2 separate regions of the Arachis hypogaea genome follow, and region 1 is linked to region 2. Evidence: chromatin contacts called from public Hi-C data. All regions are on one chromosome and are shown on one strand. The core of a region is the stretch at or near the end of the contact, and the rest is flanking DNA. Distances in the headings are between cores, read along the strand shown. Region 1 has its middle 24 kb from the start of LOC112718170. Region 2 has its middle 8.4 kb from the start of TRNAE-CUC.

What was found. A called contact is a pair of places that touch in the nucleus more often than the background predicts.
Region 1: a contact with region 2 is called in a Hi-C map of leaf, with 1.9 times the contacts expected there. The contact joins two enhancer-like sites. A contact is called at or near these places in 2 of 8 Hi-C or Micro-C datasets (leaf and an unstated tissue).

The regions. Positions count from the first base shown.
Region 1 is chr10:10,843,121-10,849,515 of arahy.Tifrunner.gnm2.J5K5, reverse strand. No RefSeq gene overlaps it. Among protein-coding and RNA genes, the nearest start is that of LOC112718170, 24 kb to the left of the region's middle. Within about 2 kb of position 2,420, at least 2 of the 3 cell types and tissues checked have open chromatin away from gene starts, as enhancers often do.
Region 2 is chr10:10,730,007-10,736,473 of arahy.Tifrunner.gnm2.J5K5, reverse strand. No RefSeq gene overlaps it. Among protein-coding and RNA genes, the nearest start is that of TRNAE-CUC, 8.4 kb to the left of the region's middle. Within about 2 kb of position 1,278, at least 3 of the 3 cell types and tissues checked have open chromatin away from gene starts, as enhancers often do.

The sequences.
Region 1 (6,395 bases), core at 1,171-3,670, 110 kb before region 2:
TATCAGTACTGAAATTTGAGATAGAGACTAAAATTTTAATACCAATTTTTTACTTCTGAACTAACAAATATAATATTAAATTTTAGTATGTGAGTCTCCGTCCCAGTATTTTAAAATAAATGCTACCTTGGGCTTATATTATAATCGGTTTATGTTTGTGGCTTGAAGTCCCACTTGGTGGCCAGCTAGAGTTTATGTTTCGATGGATTTGATTTACAGACCAAAATAAAAGTCCAAAGAAAATTATGGATTTAGATTCCCTTCAACCACAGAACCATTTGGGCCAGCTTTTGATTCATGCGTACGCATGCCTGCTTTTATTTGTGATCCAACGAAGCAAACAATTGGGAAAATGAATAAAAGGGGAAACAGGAAGAAAACCAAGGTTCACTCACTGCAGATCCTTGCTAACAAAAAATGAAAAAATTGGAAGAAATCATACTTGATGAGGTTATTCTTTCATTTAACCAATCTTGTTCGCTGCTTTTTGCTTTCCCCAAAAAAATTGCCATCTGAAGTCTAATTTTTAGTGCCACAGTTTTTTGACATATTGTAGAACTTCAGTTAATACATAGGCAAACTATTTAAACAAATTTGATTAGAACCAACTTGTCATATCATCATCCTTATTGTGCCTCTGTCCATGTAGAAAGTCACGTATACATTGACTAATACCAAGAATAGGAAAATTCTCTATATTTGGTTGGAAAGAATGGAATAGAAAATTAAAAGTAGAAATTTATGTATAATACTTGATCATTTGTAACGCAATTTCTCTATATTATATGATACTTGTTGCATTGCACATACAAGAATGAACTCACTAGCAAAACTTGTAGCTAATAACTTGTTCTTATGGTTTTTATTTATAGATAAAAATTAGATCAAACAATAATAAATATAAGTTTAATTTTAGTATATTAATAGCGTAAAATATTTTATATAGTCATATAATTATATTTATTCTTTTATTAAGATTTAGTTAAAAATTTAAGAGTAGAATAGATATTTAATAAAATTAGAGAATAAAATAGTAATTTAAAATTAAATATAATTCATTAAAATTATTTTAAAAATATTTTTTATAAATTCACTAATTAGTTTTTAATAAGTATTTTAATTTAAAAATTAAAGATAATTCAATAAAATTGTTTTTGGTTCATAAAATTAAAGTATTCAATTTTAAATTTTAATTATTCAAATTATATTATATAAAATCCTCATTACTTTTTAAGTTACTAAAACTTTTAAATTTTAAACATTTTAAATGTCTAATTATTATAAAAATTATATAAGAATCTTATTTAATTTAAACTTAATTTATCAAAATTTAATTTAGTTATCTTTAATAAAATAATTTTTTAAAATAAAGTCTTGAACAAATAAAATAAATTAAAACTAGTTTGTAATAAAATTTTTAAAAGTTTGAGATTTTACAATAGCCACACACCTTTTTTGACACCCAAAAGAGAAAACAAGTGAAAGAATGAGTGAGAAAGAAGGATGTAGAGTGAGACACAGAGAGGTTAGAAAGGATACAACGATGGTAATGAACAACAACGATGAAGATGTGAAGATGAAGGTGATAATGTTGATGATGCATGAAAACGAAAGAAAATCTTACAAGGAAGGAGAAGGCGCACTGATTTGTATATTAGCGTGAAAATGAAAAAAAAAAATTCACTAAATTTGCGTGCATTTGATATTAGATAACGTTTGTAAAGCGCATCTAAAATATAAATATTAGATTACTTTCAAAAGTATATCTTTTATAAAAAAAATATATCTATTAATATTAAAATAAAATTATTTTATAAGTGAATTTTTTATTATTTAAAAAAATACTTGTTAAATAATGTTATAACTATATTTTCTATTTTACTATAAAAATAACAGAAAAATATAGAATATTAATATACTATCTGTCAATTTATTATCAATAATAATTAATTATTATATTTTAAATACATGTATAAAAAGATATTTTTAGAAAATATATCTATAAAAATATTTTTATTAGACACAGCCATAAAAAAATATTTTTATTAGACACATTTATAAAGATATTTTTATTAAATACAATTATAAATAAGAGTTGGTAAAAATTAGTAAATATACTATTGATAATGTAGCGAGATTGAAAAATAACACATTAAAAAAAGTATAATCTATTTTATGAATAAATTATTCTTTTTAAATATAATCTAAAAATTTATTATTAAATAGGTGATTTTCTTGTAATTCTCCTAGCATACTAGCTAGTCCTGGCATCGCCTATTAAAATATCTATGGTATGCCAACATAATTCACCAATAATAATATTATCACATGTTACATACCTTAGTTATACACTTATACTAACTACTTGTGAAAGAAAATGATTTTGTATTAAACTGGTTGAAGTGTGTACAGAAAGCATGTGTACTTCTACAGTTCTACTTACTTCCTCATCTTCTTTCAACCTTCAAGTTTCAACTCCCAAGGGTCCACTTGCAGCTGATTTTTTCATTCTATAATATCGGTCGTCAGTGATTACGTTTCTCCTAGGAAGTCGGCTATTTAAATTAAGATGATGAATCAGATAGATGAGCATATAATAAAAAAATACTTTATTTAACAACCTATTATTATTATTTATAAACTTAACTAACAAGAACAAATATCATTAAGTCTTCAATTATGTTACACCAAAAATTAATTACTCTATAATAATAACAACAAAATTGATTATTCTTCCGTAAATATTTACTCATTTTAATGATAATGAAAAATACGTAGAATAACAAATATAAACATAAACAAATATGTAGCGATTTATCACGATAAATTTTAGACGGTTAAATTTAATAGTATTTGTATAGTATTTTGAAGTATTTGAAAATATTTTAGATAGTTCCAAAACGTTCTAAAATATCTTAGAAAGTCTCGAAAGACTCTGAAAGGTCATAGAGTATTTTAGAAAAGTGTAGATATATATAAAAGTATAAAGAATGGTATGAAATAATCTAAAAACATTTAAAAAATTGTGGTAGGATAAATATTTGTAAAGAAGGTTTTAGATGATTAATTTAGACTGTTAATTAGATTTAATTCTAACCATCTATTAAGAAGTGGATGACTATAAATAGGGGGTGAAAGTTAGAATTTGTGTATGTGTAAATTATTTGTATCAAATACTTGAACAATAAAATATTTTTTTACCAAAATTTTTTTTCTCTTATATTCTCTTATATTTTTAATTTTTTTGCAAAATATTAAAAATTATGCTGATTTGGTCTTAACTCAAGAAGTTAAGTAAGTTCGAATGCCGAATTAAAATGTACCTAAAGTCGTGAAAGACTGATTTAGTATTTAATTTATAGACTGAAACATATTCTAAAATATTAGTAAAGAGAAATAAGGACCAAGAGTGAAGGCGCGCTTACCAGTTCAAGACCAATTCTAGAAGAAACACCCGGACCTGGTCAACCGTTTTGTTCCCTTTTGAATGCGTTAGCAGGTTATGGAGTGTAAAATAAATTAAAGAATGGATAGAGTGTTGTTAAGTTAAGAAAATATCCAACAATTTTAATGATGACAAATATTTTATTAAAATATAATTGATTGAGTATATTAATTATATATTTTAAGTATTGTAAAAAAAATCTTAATATAATCTAAATTTTAACAAGAAATATATTAAAAAAATAAGTATTTATTGTGATATTATTTTATTAAAATAAAAAGCAACAAAAAAGAAAAAATTTCATGAGATCATATTCAATATAAAAAAAAGATTTATTTTTAAAAATTGACCTTCAGGCTTCATTATATAGTTGACAATTCTCTAAAATAAATTCAAAAAAAAATCTCAATTAATAATTCATGATTCAAGCAAAACAGTACAGTATATGTTTGATATATTTACTAACAAGATCGATTATGTATTCATAGAAAGCTAGTACACATTGTAATCAAACCAAATAAGGAAGTTATCCACATTCAAAGTCAACGACTATCTTCTTAATGAGTGCAACTGGGTAATTCAATTTCAATCAAATAAGGAAATGATTCCTACATTAAAAGAAGAGATCATGCTATCTATATATGAAGGAATCATTAAAAAAAAAAAAAGGCAACCAACTAAAACACGTTGAGAGATATAGCTTTTTGCTGATTTGGTGTTCTTTTTATTTTGAGTGTGTTTTAATATTTTTTTTGTTGTCTAATAAAATTAAGTTTATATTGAGAGATAAAAAAGTAAAAATAATTAGTTCATATAAAAGTTATTTTATACTTTTGTTTGAGTAATTGTTTCGAAAGTATATTGGGATTAGAATGTACTTTGTTCTCTATTACGTTAGATTAGCATTTAAAGGTTACTAAGCTTAGGTTAGCTTAATTAGGTGAGTGACAAGAACGTGACTTTCTTGAAATTAGTGATTAAAATCATTATTGATTTTAGTAAAAATTCTATTATAATTCGTAAAAAAGACTGAATATAAGTTTCATTATATTTGGAGACTGAATCAGGATATATTACCCTTTTTCAATTCATTAAGAACCTTTAGGAAGTCTATAATAGTGTCAGCCAATTTTGAGTTTGAATTTTAGTGAATATTAAATGAATCGAAATTATATTTAGATAAATTTAATTTACTTATTTGTAAATTGACTCAAATTATATCTAGATGTTTTTTTTAGGGTTAAGTACGATTTTGTTCTTTAAGGTAGGGATTGAAAATTTTTTCGTCTCCAACCTTTTTTTGCTTACAAAATCGTCCATAAGATTTAACTTAGTTTTAAAATCGTCCTTTTTACCAAATTTTTTATTTTTATTATCTATATATATATATATATATATATATATATATATAAAGAAAACGAGAAAATGGGAAACTGGGGAAGGGAATCATACTTGGGGGGTTTCCAGGGAAGAAGAGGGAGAATGGAAGGTGGGAAAGGGAAGGGAAAGGGAATCCCTCGCTGCCACCACTGCTCCTTATTGTTCGGTCCTCGCTGCTGGATCTCACCGCTAAATCTCGTCGTTTTCTTTCTTCCTCATCACACACTCACACTAACAGCAAGAGATGAGAGAGCAGCGGGAGAGAGAAGGAGAAGTGGAGAGGAAGAGAAGAGAGGAACAGAGGCACCAAGGGACATTGCGTCCAGCTCACCATGCCGTCATCCTCATCGCGAACCGCCGTCGTCGGTCATCGAGCCATATCCCGTCACCGCCGTTGGAGTGAGGTCTCGTTCACACCAACAGATCTACGAGGTTGGACGGTCGTTGATGCTCTTCGTCGGTCACCGGTGTTCTTTGTCTTCCTTTTCGGTTGTTGTTGTTGTTGTTGTTCTGATTCCATTATCCATTATTGTTGCTCTTCTTTTGATTCTGGTTGTTGTTGTTGTTGTTTCATTATTGTTGCTTCTGCTTTTGTTTTCTGCTTTTGCTTCTGCTTCTGTTTTTGTTTTTGTTCCTGGTTCTGCTTGTTGTTGCTTTGATTCTATTATCCATTGTTGTTGTTATTCTTCTGCTTTTGGTTGTTGCTGTTTTATTGTTGTTGATTATGCTTCTGCTTTCTACTTCTGCTTCTGTTTCTGCTTTCACTTCACCTCTGTTTTTGGTTGATTTTGGAGAAAAAGAGAAATGGTATTTTGGTCCAAAGGACAATTTGAAAACTAAGTTAAACTTTAAGAACGATTTTGTAAGTAAAAAAAGGTTGGGGACGAAAAAAATTTCCAACCCCCTACTTTAGAGACCAAAATCGTACTTAACCCCCTTTTTTTATATATGTTATCATTTTATATAAAATTATAAATTATATTTATATTATTTGAGTATTCGAACTATCTTAAAAATTTTTGGTGAGTTGAACTTGAACTTTATTAAACAAGTTCAATAGTTAATGAATCAAGTCATGAGTTGAATTTAATTATTTTAGATAAATTTAAACTTGTTTTGCTTGAACTCAATTTGACTCACTTTCCACTCTAATTGTAACTTAATAATAATAATAATAATAATAATATTTTTTTATTATAATAAAAAATAAAATAATGAGAATAAAAATTATATAAAATAAAAGTGAAAATATTTAATTTAAAAATAACTTTACTTTCCAATAAAATTATATCATATTTTATATTTGGAGTTGAAAAACTTCACTTTTATAAAAGATAGGACTTCAACTCGACATATGTAAAATTTTGCCGACTGATACTTGCATTATTTTTGTACATGACTTTATAATATAGTTAGATTAATATATTTCTAATTCAATAAGAGTGACATATTTGTAAAATCAATTATAATGACTCATTGGATACCAAAAAATAGTGATTATAATTTTTGAGTTACTAATATCTGCCGTCTAGGAAAAAATGTTTTGTTAGAATTTTTTTGTAATAAAATT
Region 2 (6,467 bases), core at 29-2,528:
ATCATCTTATATTAATATGAATAATGTAAATAGATAATGGGAAGTGCTAAGTAAACAATGATTATCTTAAACAACATGAACAATTACTAATTAAATATAAGTACACTATACTCTAATTTAATACTACTCATTAAATTTACTCTTTTAATCCTATTAATTCATATTATTCACATATTATTGTTTAAAAATGTTATTAATTACCTATACTTTTTCATAGATAATTAACATTCCACACAAAGCCTATTAGAAACTCCTATAGTTTCTAGATTCTTCTAAAATACATCAATAAAGATCACTATTCATGCCTCTCCCATTACACACTAGCTATTATTTCCATATTAGAGCCACCAAAGTTCGTTGCAACACCATAAAACTAATAACAATAGTAGCTGCATAGGGAACAAAAGGTATCCAGAAATCGGAAAGCAATAACGCTATTTCTATTTTTTTATAATGCTACTTTTACATTATTTATTCTTTTGCATGGTATATTTGTATAAATTTATAAAAAAAATAGTATTATAAAAATAAGAATGACAATATTGAATAAAGTTAGTAAAAGAGAAAACCCAAGACAAAGTTTTATCCCAAATTGTGAAATTATTAGACCATCAATTTTCTAGAAAATACCTCCGGGTAAGTACATCTTTAACAATTTGGAATTATGTTATCCTTTTGGATACAACCTCTAGTTGTTGCAAATAAAGGAATGAACCAAACCATTTCTTCTTCACATATACATATAATTTTTCAAAATCATCTGTTATATATATTTCTCTTTATCTCTATCTCTCTTTAGATCAAAATCTTCTTCAATCTTCATATCCATATAAATCAAACTAAGTGTTTATGGGTGTGTGAAGGAAATAGTGCAGTGGGTTTGATTTTGATTAACAAGAAAGTTGCTCTTAGCTTATTGAAATTGAATTACACGAGGAGGTAGTTAATCAATTTTGAATCAACAATAATGTGAGTGATTTGGTCGCATGATTTGCTTGTTAATAAATAATGAACATAATTTACCTTGCTCATCTTTATCTCTAGGTTAGCAACACATATTTGAAGAAGAGAATCAAATTTGAAGAAGAGAGCTACCCCTGATTAGGCTTAAAGTCTTGCTAATTTTTTTTTCCTTTTGCCCAAGCCCGTGTACCTATCTCCCAGTTCAAAAAATATGCTAATTATCTGGGACGAAATTTCATGAGGCTCCAGCCCCACCAAAAAAAATTCTCTTTTTATATATATAAAGGAGTGGCCCCCCAACTTAAAAAAGCATGGCCTCTCCCCCACTCAAATAGACTTGTCAACTTGGGGTCTTGGTCCATGGCCCATGGGTATAGTTAATTAGTTATCACTTAACACAAATAAAAAAAGAAAGGAGCCGTTAGCACCCTCCTTGTTTTTTCTCTGCACAAGCTAACGTTTCAAACGGCTACCACCGCCCATGACCGGCAACGATAGGCCGGAACGGGCCCCCAATGAGTACTCCCGACCACCACAGGAACATGAGAACCAAGCAAGAAACAAGAAGAAGATTAGGAAAGGGGAAGATGGGTTTTCAGACACACAAGCGTTTATCTCTTGTCATGAAGATTGGATGAAAGATAAAGTAGAGAATTAGAGAACGAGGTCCTATGCGAACATGGTCACTGGAACTGGAGCAACATCCGATGAAGACCTATCAGACACCGAAAATGAAGAATTGATGAGTGACTAGAAAAAAATACCTGAAACAACAGAACCAAGAGAAGATGTAAAGAAAAAAGACAAAGAAAACATATTAGTTGTGGATATAGAAGACAGTATGTTCAACATTGTTATAAATGATAATGCTAAAAGAGAACTCTGGAAGTTATGGTGGAAATCCCTAATTGTTAAACTCATGGGGAGAAAGATTGGATACGCAGCCATGAAAAAGGAGGCTGGAAATGATGTGGGGCAGATTTGGTGGAGTGGATGTCATAGACCTTGGCAATGACTTCTACCTAGTGAAGTTTTATGCTGAGGATGACTTAAATCATGATCTCCTTGATGGTCCTTGGAAAATATATGACCACTACTTGGCTTTAAGACTCTGGGAGCCAAATTTTAACCCCATTCTTATCTCGATTGACAAAATCACAGCATGGGTTAGACTTTCAGGCCTTCCCATCAAACTCTACAATGAAAAGATTCTAAGAAAAATAGGTGACCTCATAGGTAGAACCTGTAAAGTAGATTACAACACCTCGCATCTCTGTCGAAGAAAATTCGCAAGGCTATGCGTGGAGGTGGACTTAACTAAGCCACTGTTAAAAAGATACATGGTAAATGGAAAAGAATACCAAGTTGAATATGAGGACATACACCAGATTTGCTTTACATGTGGTAAAGTAAACCATGAACAGAAAAACTGCGATATTTGGAAGGAATTAAAAGAGGAAAAATAATAGCAACAAAAAGAGAAATAAGAGAAGGAAAAACAAGCAACAAAAAATATGGAAACAGCAGCAGTAACTCAAGAAGCAGCAAGAAAAAATGAACAAGAGAAAGCAAAAGGAAATGAAGCCACAATGAACTAGGGATCAGATAAGTATGGCCCATGGATAATAACCCATAAACAAAGGAGAATGAGGATGGAAACAAACAAAGAGGAAGCTGGTGCCAGCCACACCAAAGAGAAAGAAAGCAAGAAAAATAATAAGTCAAGATATAGTGTGTTAGAAATAGAAGAGCCAAATGAAAGTGGAATGGAGAATGAGGAGGAAAGAGAGTAAGAAAGCAACAAAAAAGTAGCACAAGAGGAAAAAGAACAGAATCAAAGAGGCAAAGAAAAAGAGACAAAACAACCAAACAAGAATCAAAATGAAAAGAGCAACACAACAAAAAAATAAGAACAACCAGATAGAACTGACTTAGGCACAAACTCAGCAAATACAAGCAGAAAAAATCAGAACAACACAAATAAAGTGATATACAAGGGAGAAAGCAGCCAGAATAATAAGGAAAACAACATAGCTAAATACAAGGAGAGATGGAAGGTAGCAAATGGCAACACGCAAAATCAAAATTTTCAAACAACCAACAACAAAGAGCAAGAATACCAAAAAATGGAGGAGGAAGAACCACCAAACCCTAGAGAGCTTGAACAGAGATCTGATGTGCCTATGGAAACAGACATGCAGAAGGAGATAGAAGACCTGATAATGGGAGTCGAGTGTGAAACTCCCAGAATCAGTAAGATAGGAAAAGACATAGCTGTGGATATGTAGCTAAACTAATTCCTTCTAAGAATTTTAATGATTATAATGTCTTGGAATGTTAGAGGTACGGCTAGTTGTGCTTTTAGATGCACCTTAAAAGAATTCTTAAGACAATACAATCCTGACATTGTGCTCCTGTTGGAAACAAAAGTTAGCAATAATAATGCTAGAAGAATTATCCAAGGTACTGGTTTCAACAATTTTAGTATTGAGGAAGCTCAAGGATTTATAGGAGGAATTTGGATATGCTGGAAGGACAACAGTATCTCTATTACAACATTAGAATCTAACCAGCAATTTATACATACAAGAGTGTAGCGTCACAACTAAGATCCCTGGTGCCTCACAGTGGTTTATGCGAATCCACAACCAAACAATAGAAGATTGATTTGGCAGAGTATTGAAAGAATAGCAAGAAACATGGGAGAACCTTGGCTGTTAATAGGAGATTTTAACGAAATAAAAGATAGCACTGAGAAAAAAGGTCGCAGACCTATTGATCTTAGAATGTGTAGAAACTTTGCTAATTGGATTGATAGATGCGGATTAGTAGATCTAGGATTTATTGGAACTAGGTTTACTTGGAGAGGGCCGCAATGGGAAGGATATGATAGAGTTTTCAAAAGATTAGATAGGGCTCTATCTAATCCCTCATGGAGAACCAAATTCCAAGAAGCGGTTGTTAAAGTTCTGCTTAGAACCAAACATGACCACCATCCTCTTTCGTTAACGGAAAATAAAGGAACCGATTGCAGGAGTGGCAAACCTTTTAGATTCGAAGCTATGTGGTCAATGCACCCGGATTTCAGACCATTTTTGGAAAAACATTGGAAAGAGGACAACATGTTCATTCACAACCTCAACAGTCTCAGGGAAGATCTAAGTAAATAGAACAAAGAGGCCTTTAGAAATATTTTCAGGACAAAGAGAAGACTTTTAAACAGAAATAATGGCATCCGAAAAAGAATTAGCTATGGAAAAAATCCTTTTCAGGATAATTTGGAAACAAATCTAAAAAGAGAACTAGAAGACATTCTAGATAAAGAAGAAGCTTTCTGGCTCCAAAAATCAAGAGAGCAGTGGGTGGTTGAAGGAGATAGAAACACAAAGTTCTATCACACTAAAGCCATTATAAGAAGAAGAAAGAACAAGATTCACAAGATTAGAGATGCCAATGCAAATTTGATAGAGGAGGAACAAGAACTAAAAGATCACATCATCAATTCCTACAAAAGACTTTACCAAGAAGAGATAATCATCACTCCGCTACGGTTAGATAATATAGACATGCCTAACTTGAACCCTTTGGTTGGCAGGAATATAGAGATGATACCAACAGATATGGAGATCAAAAGGCCCTTTTTAGCATTGGTTCACTCAAGGCTCCAGGAGAGGATGGATTCCCAGCTGTTTTCTTTAAAAACAATTGGGAGGTTCTAAAGCGCAAAGTGTGTGACTACATTAAGGATTGCTGGAGGAATCCCACCCTTTTGAAGGACTCTAACTCCACCCTAATAGTTCTCATCCCAAAGCTCCAACATCCAGAATTGATCATACAATTTAGGCCAATAGCCTTATACAACGTCGGGCTTAAAATTCTAACCGAAATTCTGGTGTAAAGGCTCAAACATCACCTAAATGATAGAATTAGTCCATCAATCAAGTTTCGTACCAAGAAAGAAGATTCAAGATAACATCCTTATTGCAAATAAAGTAATGTATTCTATGAAGAAAATGAGAGGGAAGAAGAACTATATGGCAATCAAAATCGATTTTGAAAAAGCATATGGTACAATCAATTGAAATTTTATTCAAAAAAGGCTCCTAGAACTACAGCTCCTTGAGAAAATCATTCACATCATTATGGAGGAAGTCAGATCAGTCAGTTACAACATCCTGTGGAATGGCAACAAAATAGAAAACTTTAGTCCTATAAGAGGAATTAGACAAGGAAACCCCATTTTCCCTTACCTATTTGTCATTTGCATGGATAAACTGTCACAGTACATAGAGCAAGAGGTGAATCATGGATATTGGATCCCTTTCATGGTGGGAAGAAAGAAAATGAAAATTTCTCGCCAAATGTTCGTAGACAATCTGCTGTTGTTTCCTGATACTTCAACACACCAAATGGAGGCAATCAACAGAGTAATGGAAAATTTCTGCAAAGCTACTGGTTTGAAGATCAATTCGACAAAAACATCAATAATTTTCTCTAAAAACACTCCAGTGCAAATCAAGCAAAGCATCAAGGAAAAAATAGAATTCAAGGAGAATCAAGCTCTTGGAAGATACTTGGGGGCTATGATTAACAACAACAACAAAGTAGGACAAAATAGTTTTAGAAAGGGTGCAACGAAAGCTAAAAGGGTGGAAATCAAAATGCCTATCATTAGCGGACAGAATAATATCGGCACAATCAGCAATAACCCCAAGTGTTAATTTCAAAATGCAACATGAGAGAGTACCAAGGAGTATCTGTAATGAAATAGAAAGAAACCAAAGAGGCTTTATATGGGAAGATGAAGACCAAAGGAAAAAAATGGTATGCTATCAGTTGAACAACTATTTGCACACCTAAACATGAGGGAGGATTGGGATTTAGGAGACTGAGTTTGATGAATTATGCTTTTTTAATGAAAATCATTTGGCAATTACAGGAGAACATTAACTCGCTCTGGCAAAAGTGTTAATCCAAAAATATTGCAATGGAGACAGCAACATAAATAATCCTACTACTAGGAAAGTAGATTCAAACATGTGGAAGAAAATTGTGAAGAATTGGCCAACATTCCAAAAGCACACAATAAAATTCGTTGGAGATGGGATAACAACTAGATTCTGGATTGAGAGATGGGTGAACAACGAGGACCCCCTTCTTAACATAGTAACAATGAACATAACAAACATAGAGAATACTATCAGTGAATGGATAAATAGAGATGGAAATTGGAACAGAGACAATTTAAAAAGTTACCTCCCAAAGGAAACAACAATGAAGATTTTGGAGCTCCCCCCTACCCAAAGAAGGAAAATGGTGCGGACATAATTGGATGGATGCACTTGGATGATGGAGATTTTTCTGTTGCCAGCACATACAAAGCATTAGCGAATTGGACCAATCTCACAATCAGAATCTGGAGTAAAATCTGGAAGTAGCAAGGACCCCAAAAAGCGAAGATCTTTATTTGGAAAGTAAAGCAAACTCAAATACTCACCAATCAC